2 separate regions of the Hordeum vulgare genome follow, and region 1 is linked to region 2. A link is a contact called in public Hi-C data. All regions are on one chromosome and are shown on one strand. Each heading gives the region's core, a stretch centred on a gene start, on an enhancer-like site or on the middle of the called end of the contact. The rest is flanking DNA. Distances are from core to core; before and after follow the strand shown.

The links. A called contact is a pair of places that touch in the nucleus more often than the background predicts.
Region 1: a contact with region 2 is called in a Hi-C map of seedling, with 3 times the contacts expected there. The contact joins the promoter of LOC123424718 here to the promoter of LOC123424715 in region 2. A contact is called at or near these places in 1 of 6 Hi-C or Micro-C datasets (seedling) and 1 of 1 datasets of contacts at active chromatin or transcription factors (embryo).

The regions. Positions count from the first base shown.
Region 1 is chr2H:40,533,074-40,540,172 of MorexV3_pseudomolecules_assembly, forward strand. It overlaps LOC123424718 (probable potassium transporter 9), which reads left to right and starts at 3,918. Exons shown (of 8, transcript XM_045108388.1): 1 at 3,918-4,163; 2 at 5,697-5,794; 3 at 5,891-6,374; 4 at 6,491-6,544; 5 at 6,918-7,099. The coding sequence starts at 5,780.
Region 2 is chr2H:40,184,127-40,190,713 of MorexV3_pseudomolecules_assembly, forward strand. It overlaps LOC123424715 (thiamine pyrophosphokinase 2), which reads right to left and starts at 3,019. Exons shown (of 7, transcript XM_045108384.1): 1 at 2,871-3,019; 2 at 1,921-2,100; 3 at 1,748-1,832. The coding sequence starts at 2,080.

The sequences.
Region 1 (7,099 bases), core at 2,668-5,167, 350 kb after region 2:
TGACCGCAAAGCCTGGTCTAAACTTTGGGGCATGAAGATACCATCAAATATCAAGGTGTTTGTATGGCATTTGGCGCGCACTTCTCTTCCCACTGGCGACGTGAGAAACCACCGTGGGATGGCAGATTCTCTAGCAATGCAGCTTATGCCAATCGGCGGTCGATTCGTGGCGTCATTCCCTGTTCGAATGCAAGATGTCTTGCTGCGTCTGGGCATTAGCAGAGGAAGAGCATATGGAGGTCATCACCTCCAATATGACTCACGATGCCAACCTATGGGTGTTCTGGTTATTCGAAACCCTTCCGCCGGCTGAGCTCACCCGAGTGCTCGTCACAATGTGGGCCATTTGGTGGCCGCGTCGGCGCGCAATCCATGCTGAGCAGTTTCATAGCCCGCTCAGTATTTCCTGTTTCATCAATTGCTTTTTGGAGGATCTGGAGCAGCTTCCGCGGGCAGAAACCTCACCAACAAAACTCCCTTTGGGTCCTAGTAGCAGCACGCATGCTCCAGCCACTTCATCACGTGCAGGCTAGCTCCCTCCTCCCGATCTGCAAAAATCAATGTTGATGCAGGCCTCTCTAGGAATGGCTCCCGGAGCGCGGCGACGACAATATGCCGGGACAGATCGGCGAAGTACCTTGGAGCTTCATCAATGGTGTTTGGTGGCCTTGTGGACCCTGCGATCACTCGAAGCTCAAGCATGCTATGAAGCTCTGGCTCTTGCCTCGGACCTTCATCTCCCAGCTGTTTGCATCGCGTCGAAGTGCGCGGAGGTGGTCTCCAACATTGCCATGGACACCCCGTCTGGTCGCTACGCTCCAATCACTCGGGAGATTCAAGCTCGTCGGGTCCTGTTGTAAGCTACCACCTTCTCTCATTAGAAACGGTAGCACACCTTCGAAGCTCATCTTCTGACTAAGGCTACTCCTTCTCTTCCTTCCGGACGTCATGTGTGGTTAGCTACTTTGCCCGACATAATCTGTATCTCCATGATGTTGCGACTTAATAAAGGTTACAAATTTTTCTAAAAAAGAAAGTCACATCTACAGAGTTTGACGACCTCCATCACATCGGTCGTGTACTGCTTGTACGACAGACGTTTTGCTATTCGGTTATTTAGAACACCCACGTTCCCCAATTCCACCGTCGCACGCCGATGTACTGCCATTGTGGCAGTGGCGGCGGTAGGACTATAGGGAAGCCGGATAGGTGGGCGCGTGAGGAGAAAGCGTCAACGCCGTGAGAGGAGGAATAAGGGTTGGGTTTGAGGGTTCTAGTCTTTGCCCCAACCCCAACCCTTAAAACTCTGATAGGAAACATATTCAGAAATGAAGATGTATACCATTCTACTTCACATCAGTTCTATTCATGCCAAGCATATCAGCCTTATTTTATCTTGCAAACTCAGTATACTATTATCTAGTCCAAGCTTCATTAGATATATGATTACAGAATGTTCTTCAGATAAAATTCAATAGATACTTTGGTTGTTGCCTGTTAGACTCCAAAAATATGGAACTCTAGAGACAGAAAAACTAAGCTTCTCTTCCACATTATAGGTCTATTATACATTCATAAATTCAGAGATCAACAAGAGAATACATTCATAAATTCAGAGATCAATCAGAGTCCAGATCCCAACCCCAAATCCCACCACTAATGCACCTACAAAACTGAATACTGGACCGGCGCCTGCAGCGTCTATTCATGACAGAGCACCAACACAAATCCATGACAGAGCAATACTAGTGCAGAAAATTTCTACAGCACTCCCTAAGAACAAGAGACATAATCTATCACTACAAACCGCTAGATCCACACAAATCAAAAGCAAAAAAACACAAATCAAAATTAGGATTCGAAAGAGAATGAACATGATAGAATAAGACAGATATAACTTAACACCAAATACTGATAGAATGAACAATGTCGCATGCTCACAGAAAAAGGAACACAACAATCTCTGAACAATGACTGGAATTTAACATAACTTTCGAACCTTCTAGGCAGCGGAGGGGAGGCCGGGGCTGCGGAGGGCCGGTCGGCGGACGGGGCGGCGCGGCGGTGGGCGCGGGGCCGGCCGGGGCGGGCGCGGGGCCGACAGGGGCGAGGGTGCGGGCAGCCGGGGCGTGCGCGGCGGCGCTGCGGACGGGGCGGCGCGGGGCGGGGCGGCGCGGCGGTGGGCGCGGGGCCGGTCGGGGCGGGCGCGGGGCCGGCAGGGGCGAGGGCGCGGGCAGCCGGGGCGTGCGCGGCGGCCGGCGGGGGCGCGGCGGCGCTGCGGACGGGGCGGCGCGGCGGTGGGCGCGGGGCCGGCCGGGGCGGGCGCGGGGCCGGCAGGGGCGAGGGCGGGGGCAGCCGGGGCGTGCGCGGCGGCCGGCGAGGAGGCGGCGGCGGCGGGGCCCTCCATGGCGGCGAGGCGGGCGCGAGGAGGCGGCGGTTGGAGACGGAAGCGGGATGAAAATCCCTCCCGCGCTGGAGCTGAGGTGGAGTGCGGGTTGGGAGGAGTTTCTCCTCCCAACCCTCACTTCTACAGGCTCAAAACTAGTTTGAGGGTTGGACCTCTAAAAATATTTACGGGTTTAAGGATTTAAGGGTTCTAGTCTACGCCGTTTTTCGGACGAAAACTGTAAAAAAGCAGTTATTTTTAAGGGTTTGGGGGTTTGAGGGTTCTACTAGAGATGCTATAAGTATAAGTGTCGCACGCCGTTCAGAGTATTTCTTTTACTCCTGTAATGATTTTCGGGCTTCAGCTAGGTGTCGGTCATAGAAGAAAATCGAAACTGTGTTTCTTCTCCAACTGGGTCGGCTAGAATTGCTCTATTTGACACGTGAACAGAGCAGGCCAAATCGATTCGGGAAAAAAATAGCAGGCCAAATCGCAAAGACCTGAGATGCATGCACCAGACATGCGGACAAGCACATGCTTCGGTGCCTTTGCACTGCCGCCGCCCGTGCAGCAGCGGCCGAAAGCAACATCCCAATTCCCATCGGCGTGCATGCATTCCCAAAAGCACATGCAGATGCAGGTCCCAGCCGCAGCCTATTCCGCCACGTGAGACACCGCTTGATGCCAGTGCCAAATTGCCAACCAGTCAGCAGTCAGCACTCAGCACCCGGCCAATCATTGTCACGGGCACCGTAATAAACCGGAAAACCCGGGGACTACCCGGCGACCGGGAAACCGTCCTTGTCCGTCGCGGTCACCGTTGGCGGCACTGCAGAGCAGAGCAGCCGGCGCGTCCCACCGCGAGGAGCCGCTGCAGGAACGAGGGAACCCACGCCGATCGCGGCCCCGGACTTGAGCAGCCACGGCACGCTCGCGTCTCCGTCGCATCCCGACACGGCACGGCACGCTGTATGCGGCCAACAGGTGCATCGATGGCGCCGAGGGCGATGCGGACAGCGGCAGCGGCAGCGGCAGCAGCACCAGCAGTGTGGCGTTACGACTGATGCGGCGGCGGGGCGGCGACGTCAACTTACCGTCCCATGCGGGGTGCCGCCGCGTCGGTGGAGGGCCCGCGACGGCGCCAAACTCAGTTCCTTGGAGGGAACGGACGACCTTGTCATCTCATCTTACTGTACTCGTTTATTTACTAGTAGTATTTTCTTCGTATCAAAATAACTGTCTCAATCTTAATACAAATTTATACTAGAGAAATAGTATGCTACAAAGTTGAGACATTTATAAGGAAGTAGTGTATTCGCCAATGTTATTCACTACCGTCTCGATTTACTACTCATTTAGAGTAGTACGATCCAATAATAATGTATTACTCCGGGTGTGAGTGACGGTGACGATTCGCCTCGATCTCAATCATGTGGCGCGGGGGTGGCCCGTGATGGACTATGTGGCGCTGCGATTGCGAGATCCACGAGGAGATAGCCCCATGTGTTCGCGCTACTCGCCGCGCCATTTCTTTATCATCTCACAAACCTGCGTGCGCTGCGATCATGGCCGGCCGTTCCAGCGCCCTCTGTTGCACACACATCAGATGATCATAGCCCATCCGTGTACCATATTTTATGCTGGGCGGATCCCAGATCGTTAGAAGAATATCACAACACTTGTGGCTTCAGCCGGGTGCAGGGACAAGAAGAATTCTTCCACTCGATCCTCCGGCGATTTCCATCATCATTCCATCGCCAGCTCGCTGCAACAGAAGGTCAGTATACCAGAGAAATTTACCCTCCCAATACTACCGGAAAAAAAATGCTATCTGTTTGGGCATCGTGCTCCCTTCCCTTGCAAGATAAGATAAGGATCTCTCTCCTTTCGATTCCCCTGCACCACCATAAAGAAACGATCGGATAGATCGATCTATCGTCTCCCTGCATTAATAACAGGAAGAAGAATGCCAAGATTCTTGTGCCTCTTCCACCTCCCCTAGCTCACACAAAGGTAGTAGACGGTAGTAGACAGCCTTAGATGTAGAGAAAGTGGTGCTATGGAACTTGGGTGGTGTTTCTTTCCCACGGACTAGAATTTTTTAGTCTTTGGGGGTGTTTTTTTATAGGAACTTTTTGATGTAGGGACTAAAAAAAGTCTCTTTTAGTCCCATGTGAAATAAACAGGAGGGACTTTTAGGGACTAAAGAAAAAAGTTTATTCAATAAAGTCTTTTTGTAGTCTCTTAAAAAAAAGTCCCTCCTATTTTCTTTATCTAGGGACTAAAAAAGACTTTTTAATCTAGTCCATGATAAAGAAACACCATCTTCAGCAAATCTATTGCCGTCACTCATCATCCATTCGTACTCGTGGTTGCTGGTGCCGATTAGTTGTCATCGGCCCGCTCGCCGATCTCGGACCAATCAACCCCCGCCAAACCTTCAAGATCCGTCTACCGCCAGACCAGACACCGATCTTTTTCATCGAGGCATCTCCAATCGTTGGCATCACTTTGCGGCAAAGGTGAAAGGGAGAAAAGGCTAGAATTTTAGCCAAGAAAGATGTCCCGCCATTAACGCGGGGCGCCGGCAGCAGCGATCTAGGGGAGGCTGTCCCTGGTCCGCTCCCCCGAAAGCTAAAGCTTGATGATGATAATGATAGGGTCGTAGGAGTCGGCAGAGTGCCCCACCCACACACGGCCGCCTCCACACCATTTGCACCTTGTGGTACCCGGCCAAAAGCTTGGTCCGTCCGTCCGTGTCTGCACACACATCATGCACAGAGCCATTGCCTGTCCACCATATCCATGGATTTTAGTATGCCTCGCTTTGTCTGAACGAGTGAGTTGAGTTGAGTACTGCTACCATCTCTTTGAGGCAGCCAGGGAGAGGAGAGGAGAGGAGAGGACTGGACCGCGCACTAGTTGGGAGTATCGTGGAGGTTGTAGGTGGATGGGCCCCCACCACACGTGACACGTCTCCGCAATCCACTCGGTGATGCCCACCATGTTTTGTTCTCCTCGGATATGTATGGACTAGGACTATGCCTTTTCTTCATTCTTCTCCTCCTCCCCTGTCTATCTTCTTCCTCGATCTCTTCGTCCCCTTCTTCCCCCCTTCAAAAAACACTAACCTTGATTCCTCCGTATGCTCCAATAGTATAGTATAGTGCCGTATCCCGTCATTGCCAGCCCCCGCTTCTTTCGAGGTGTCTTTCGTCTGCGTGCGTGCCAATCTTGCTCTCGGCGGGTGGCTCAATCCGTTCGACAAATAACAGTGCTGCTTTTACCTTGATGTGCTCTGTTCTCGAAGCTGGCAGAAGGAATTCATAGGAGCGTAGCTGTTACCTCGCCGACGGCCAACGGATCCTGCCCGAGCTCGGGAGCGCAGCAGCCATGGAGCCAGGAAAGGTGAGCCATAGATTCCCCAATTCAAATCAAAATACTAAGCAAGGCAGGATAGGAGGAACATGGATGAATGCTGAAGCTGCTGCAAATTGGGTGCAGCGGGAGACATGGCGGACGACGATGTTGCTGGCGTACCAGAGCCTGGGGGTGGTGTACGGGGACCTGAGCATCTCTCCGCTCTACGTCTACAAGAGCACCTTCGCCGACGACATCACGCACACCGACTCCAACGACGAGATCCTCGGCGTCCTCTCCTTCGTCTTCTGGACGCTCACCCTCGTCCCGCTCATCAAGTACGTCTCCATCGTGCTCCGCGCCCACGACAACGGCGAGGGCGGCACCTTCGCGCTCTACTCCCTCATCTGCAGGCACGCCAACGTCAGCCTGCTCCCCAACCGCCAGCTCGCCGACGAGGAGCTCTCCACCTACAGCCTCGAGCGCCCGCCGGAGGAGGTCGCCCACGGCTCCCGCGTCAGGCGATGGCTCGAGGGCCACAGGAGCCTCAAAACCGCCCTGCTCGTCATGGTCATGATTGGCACCTGCATGGTCATCGGCGACGGCGTCCTCACCCCCGTCATCTCCGGTATGTCATTTCTTTTCTGGCCTTTTTGTTCGGTTGGCTCTTCAGTCAGGCTCAGGGAGTGAGGAGCAGTTACTTGCTTGCTTACTGCCGTCGATTTTTGTCTGTTGCAAATGCAGTGTTCTCGGCTGTTTCTGGGCTTGAGCTCTCCTTGTCCAAGCATCAGCATGAATGTGAGCCTCCCCTCGATTCTCAACAGCTAATTTGTTTTTTTGCGTTTCAAGATTTTGCTGGTGTTGTCTGCAACCAATGAACAGAGTACTGAACAATCGCTCATATAATAAGTAAACACTACTAGTGATTTTACTGATAATTGATATGGTGCTACTTCATATATAATGATGCGTAGCAAAGTTGGCAAATTCTTGGCTCCTCTGGCCTCTGCTAGTTAGAATGATGCAAAACTCTTGAGTATAACCAGCAAAACTGATAAGTTCTCACTAGTTACGATAACCTGTGCTAGTTCTCTGTCGCCTGTTTTACCTTGATACTTCACTTGTTCTGCCATGCTCATTTCTTCTTCTTCTTTTGGTTGTTTTCATGCAGATGCCGTCACTCCGATAACCTGTGCCATAATAGTGTTCCTGTTTGCTCTCCAGCATTACGGCACACACCGTGTCGGGTTTCTCTTCGCTCCGATAATTCTAGCCTGGCTGATCTGCATGAGTGCGCTCGGCGTGTACAATATCATCTACTGGAACCCTCAGGTTTACATGGCACTCAATCCC
Region 2 (6,587 bases), core at 1,769-4,268:
CTTGTCCCTGATGTTACCCGTGGACTTGGCGCTCCAGCTCTTGAGGGCGCGGCCCGTAGCCTGCAGGCGCCGGACCAGCCGCCTGAAAGGGTCTAGGTCGGACACCGAGCCCCAGGCCGCGGCTACCGTGTCGTGGAAGCCGTCGAGACGCATCCAAAACTCCTCGAAGTGGAAGCGTTTGTGAGCTGATGGCATGGGCGAGCAGTCCAAAAGCAGAGGGCAGTGGTCGGAGACAACGGATGCCAGGCAGCGGAGGTGACACTCGCCATGACTGTCCTCCCAGTCTGCGGTGCAGAGCACCCGGTCAAGGCGCACGAGCATGGGAGGGGATTGCTCGTTGGACCACGTGAAGCGACGCCCATTGAGGTAAACCTCCTTGAGGGCAAGGTCGTTGATGACGCGGCGGAATCTACCCATCATGCGGTGGTTCACGTTACCCGAGCTTTTGTCCGAGGCACGACATATCAAGTTGAAGTCCCCACACAACATCCATGGGCCTGGGCTGGTATCGCGAATGTCACGCAGCTCTTGAAGGAACAGCAGTTTGTCCGGGTCGCTTTGGGGCCCGTAGACCGTGGTGAGCCACCAGAGGTTGCCATTGGGCGCGCGCACAGCTTATGTTATGGCAACCTTATTAACACTGTACAGATCACTAGAGAGGAGATGGTGCCTCACTCCAGGGCCGGGCCCATAGTGGTGCCAGAATTGCTGCCCGCACAGGGCCCAAAATTCTGTAGGACCCCAAAAATTTTATATCAGCCTTGTATTAAAAGGAAGAAAACCAAGCGTTATTGGGCCTTGTGGCATTGGAGTTGGGCTGGAGACCATCGACCGAGCAGCGAGCGCACTCCTCATCTATCGCTACAAGGAGTCAGGTCGGGATTCCTTAAAAAAAACTACAGATAGGGAACGGGCGACTGGAACTCTTGTATCGTCAATCGATCGTGGCTACACAAACCGAAGAATCGTCCCTCACGTCGCCCGCGCCCTCATCTCGGCAAGCAGCCGGCCTTGGCGTCCTCGGCCTGCTCCTCGCCTCGTCCCTCGTCCAGGTGCTTATCAAGTCCTTCTGTTTGATTAACTTCGGTTTCTACTCTGAATTTTTAATTTTTAATTAACTATTAACAGGGATAATTATTTCGTTAGAGATTGATTCTTACCTCCTCAATTAAATATCATAGTGTAGCGATTCTATCGGACAGGACCCAAAACAAGGCGAGTTAGATGGTTCGTCTAATTGCCAAACATTGACGCGTGATCTTCCATTGTTATGTAAGACACTATATTATATACGTTATAATTTTTTTATGTCTAATTGTTATGTAACACATTATATTATATACATTATAATTTTTTCTGCGGGATATATATACATTATAATAGCTCGTTATTTCATTTTTTTAGGTAGGGCCCCATCTTTTAGTTTCGCACAGGGCCCTGGATTTTGCCGGCCCGGCCCTCCCTCACTCGCAATCCAAACCCAAAGAACAACAACAGGCTGCTACAGATCTATTTGGACAAACTCTACCTCCAGCTTGAAAGTACCATGTACCTCTCATTTCAAGTGAGAATTTGAAAAATAAAATATATAGAAATGCAGCTACTGTAGGTTTTGGCAGTCATTCAACTCCTTAGCATTTGTGACTCACATCTATAACCAACTAATTCGAACCATGACTGGAATTGCATGAAAATGTTTCACATTAGTTGAGCCTTTGATATAAAAGGAGGAAAGAAAGCAGCTAACCTATTTCTGTCCAGGTCATTTTTCATTTGAGACATCTCGTCAAAAACACGATTGGCTCCACCATCAGCACATATTCTCATCTTTGCTGCTCTAAATTAAATTTGAAGAAAGAATTTTAAAGATACATGCCATGAGCAGAATATACAGAGAAGAAAGAATCTAGAGCTAGGTACCTTGAGCCCAGAGGCGAGGCATGAACCGTGGAAGCTGCTGGTTGAGAACAACCAGAGTATAGTTGTTTGCTGGAGTCTTGGCAGGCTGATGCAGTTTCGGAAGAAGGAAGTTAGAAGAGTGTGCCATGACCTCCATACTGCGGATCGTGCGCCACAACATCTTATCCTCTTGAAGGCGGTCTGTGAAGACAGCGCAAAACTAGGACCAGTTCAGAATTTGCGAGTCAGTGTTGAGACCAGAATCACATTCATATGTTCAGAAATCAGAACCCATACATGCCGTAGCATTTAGGAAAATATCATATGCATGTTTCGTGTAACCACTAGTTGTTCTGTAAACCACCTAGAAACCACAGGTTCGTCCAAGTCTCCTACTACATTTCCGTTCCTGCTTAAACTGATAACAGAGCACATTTCTAATCTTTCTTTTATCGAAAATATTGACCCTGAATGTCCGCCTTATTCAGTAAAACTTCATGAATCAACCTTCCCGAAACTTTATCGTGGCACCAAAACGTCGGAATTTGCCTGCCCACCTCACTGAATCCGCCCCGCCCTCTCCGTTGGGATAGGTTTCTTATCTGGTGGGATCGACCACCAGCTTGCAGCCCAACCAAAAAATTACGTACTCGGAAAAAGAACACCCGCCTTGAAGACTGAACACGAGAAGCATCCGAAATTCAGTCTCCGGCAGACAGATTCCGGCGGATTCCAGAGAACAATCCTGGAAACTCAACGGATCCGCACAAGCGGGGTTTCGGATGGTTCCGTTCTTGGCCCAGAAATCGACCGAGCTACCGGGTCAGATTCATCTGCCAAACATTATCTCCGAACATCCCCGTCGGCCGACCCATCAAACTACAAGATTTGCTTACTTTGGGGCGGACCGGAGAGCAGACCCAGCGGGCTACAAATGGCGAGGCGAACGCAGAACCTGACGAGGAGCTCACCTCGGATTGCGCGCGCGTCGTGGAGGGGGGGAGGACGCCGATTCGCCGGCTTCGCCGCCGTCGGAGGAGGGGCTGTTGGTGCGCAAGGGAAGGAAGAGAGGTCTTAAAAATAGGAAATGCCGCTTATTTTTGTACGGGTTGGAATGTGTATGTGCCAAAGCCATACTTTCCAGCTAAAAAGGAATGCGCTGACGCATCTACTGTCGCTATCGCGAGCCGCTGGACGTGCGGTGGTGGCTCGCCCGGGCTCTGCACGTGGACCCGCGCAGAAGATATTGCGTGCTCCGGCGAGAGTAAATTACGGAAGAAAAAATAACACCACGGTTTTTTTAGATTGATGAAGAAACATGGTTTAATTTTCTTTCGAAACAAAACCACGACCCGTCGTGCTTAATTATGTGACTTGGCATTATTCGACCTATTGCGAACCAATCTTTAGTAGGACATCTATTGTCCACAAGAGTCTAAGTTTTAGATTTGAGAACCCGGTGTTCGATATTTTTTAAAATTTATTTCAGACCTTTCGACGACGTGTGTTCGATGGAAGGAGATGTTCATGTCAACTATGAAGGTGTTTGTGACAACTTTGTCAATCTATAAGTGATATATCGTTTCAGTCTCTCGGAGATGCTCATACAGGTAGGATTTTTGTACGTGCGTATGTGCGTACATAAGGATGATTTACTTTCTTAGATATCATATATATATAGTAATACTGTTATATTAAGGATATGTACAACATATTTGTGTAAGAACAGACATAGGCGGATCCAGGCCCAGGCAGGCAGCGCCTCGGCCTAGGACGTGATGATGATTTGCTTTGTTGACTATAGCAAAATGTATTTTGTAGCACACTTTATTACATTGTAATTGTGCAGCCTGTCTGAGACGTGGGTTAATTCTAGAACCGCTACTGAGAACAGACATCCGTTTGGTTGTCTGGGCAATTTGCGTTGGCGTTGGTTGTTAAGTTTTTTGTTTCTCTTTTGTTGATTCATCTATAAAAATGGGCCAGAAGGGAGGTCACTTTCTTTAAATATATATATATATGTGTAGGAAGCATACACTATAAGGCATGTTAACAATGGTGTCAAGTTGTCTTTGAGACCCGTTTCTTCTTTTCCCATATATAGGTGTCTTAGCTTCATGTCAAGAGAGAGTGCTTATGAGAGATTAGCATAAAAAGTGACTTAAAGTTTCAAAAATAATCCAAGTAGGGTGTCTCCATAGACAATCCTTGGCTCTCCATTTCGATGGCCTAGATTCAGGCATTCGAACAAAGATGTGGTCTTCCTTATCGCTTTTTCAACCATTGGTTGCTTTAATCGTTCATAGTATTGGGCAAGTGATTTTGGGCCTCAGGGGTGTAATTTGGGTACTTATGTTTCGACCAGTTGTACAGTAATGTCTATGATGCAAACATGTTCACCCTTGTGAACACAACCTATGTTTTGTTTTGCATCCCTCATAGAAAATGTTGAATACTACACTCTCCACTATGTCATTACTATCTACTACTTTTTGTACTATATATCATTTCGTTGTATTTTTATGGATATTTGAAGTGTAGAAATTGTGGTGGCCTCATCTATCACTATATGCATACTTACTTCCATTCCAGTTCTAGACAGGTATATGTCAAATATTTTGTGGCCCAAGTTTTAGTCTTACCATGCATATGTACTCTCTCCGTTACTAAATATAAGTCTTTTAAAAGATTTCACTGCTTACTACATATGAAGCAAAAAAATGTACCAAAATGTTTTCAAAAATTCTGAATTGTTTTATGGGTGTTCTTGTTAGTGTCATAAGCATGCCTGACAATTTTCGTGCAAAACGAAGCAGTAAAGTTTTGTCGGTGAAAAAAACAAATTTGAAATGACATTTCGGGGTAATATTTGGTGTTTCATTTGGTTTTTTTTGACATTTCAAAAATCATTTTCACAGGCAGGAGCACGTGCTCCCGGGAGCCGAATTACATTTCCGATGAATTACCACATCTATCAATAAGTTGTGTTGTTGAAGCTTTCATTGATATGGTTGTGTAACCATCTGAAGAAGATTTAGAGAGGTTGCGCTTGTTCATGGTCGGGCACTTATAGAAAATATTGTATATAGTTCTATTCTTCCATCATGCATTAGCCCTTTTCTCTCTCTTCAACATATTTCAAGTTCTGATTTACAAACAAATTGCATTAGTTAGAAAAGTTATGTGTTGTTGATATTGTCCACTATCCATGCACATATTGAATATCTCGTATTACTTTTAGGCTTCTAAATAAGTATATAGATGTTTATTTTCTTTAATCAAACTTAGTTTGCTCATATCAAACAACTACATAGCACACAACAAAATATTCGTTGAGAGTTATGAGGAAACAACCATGTGTTTCAGTCAAACTAGAAATTCTTTCATTATCAGCTATCATGATTGTTTCTTATAAGAACCAAAGCATGCAAGGCATGAATAAGTGTGCTTAAATGACTGCTCATCTATTTATTTGGTTATTTATTTCTTACATGTCAAACAAATTGCCACTAGAATCTGCCCTTCTTTTAGACCGGTGTATTTGTCCAACATCTATATTTTTAATCTTGTGTAGGTAGTTATTTTTTATGATCTTTGTCGTGGGGGTTGGCCATCCCATTACCATCAATTTTTCAGGTGTATGAGGATGTTAAGTATTGAGTTATCTATTACGGCTCCTCCCTAGTTGTATCCAACAAACCCACGGAATATGGCTAGAGAAGGCAACAAAAATTCCGTTCAGTTGAGATTTTGATAAGGTTTGATTTGATTGAGTTAATGCAACAAGGATGGCTTGTGAAAGTACATTTTGGTTTCGATTATTCCAATTTACTCCTATTTATGTTGGTTTTTATTTTGTATGACATCAATCGAGATTATCAAATAATTTAACAGAAAATAAAAAAGGGGTGTTGGAAGGAAAAATAGGAGTAGGTGAGGCGAACTTACAAACTCTCATTTAATAGTAGGGGTAACCCTCCAACCCATCACAATTAGTTTACATAACATTTTCGACATAAAAAAACCCCTCCAGGTCCCCTAATTTTCAATTAAAAAAAACTAGGAGAAGTTTTCTTCACCAATCGCCACCTCCCACACCACTAAAGTTGTTGTTGACGACATCTCCCGCTACGCCGCAGGCTCCGATGAGAGGTCGCGTCAATGTCCCTGCTCATTCAACAGGGCCCCTAGCCGCATATATCATTTCCCTTGCCTCCTCCCACCACAACCATCTCTTGTCGACGAGCCGAAGCTCGTGGTCAAAGTCACCAAACCTCCCACTTCATCTCGAGAGTCATGTCGCGCTCCCTTCGTTGGCTCCTCCTCCGACCATGACGGTGAACTCCGATGCGCCACGACACTCTTCGGCCGGTGAAGCATGCAATGTGTTCAACGATATGGTCAATAACCAATTGTCTTATATATAAGCACACAAGGTGTTCAAGGACAATAGCCAAATTATCTTTGTTTTTATTTTAAAATGGTTAGAAAATAAACAGACGTGAGAAATGATGGTTAGACTTTGTACAATGCAAGGTGCTTAAAGAGATGCTTAGAAAAATAAACATCAATTATCTTATATATATAAGCACACAACGTGTTTAACGAATTGGCCAATAGCCAAATTATCTTTGTTTTCATTTAAACTGGTTAGAAAATAAACAAACGTGAGAAATGATGGTTAGGCC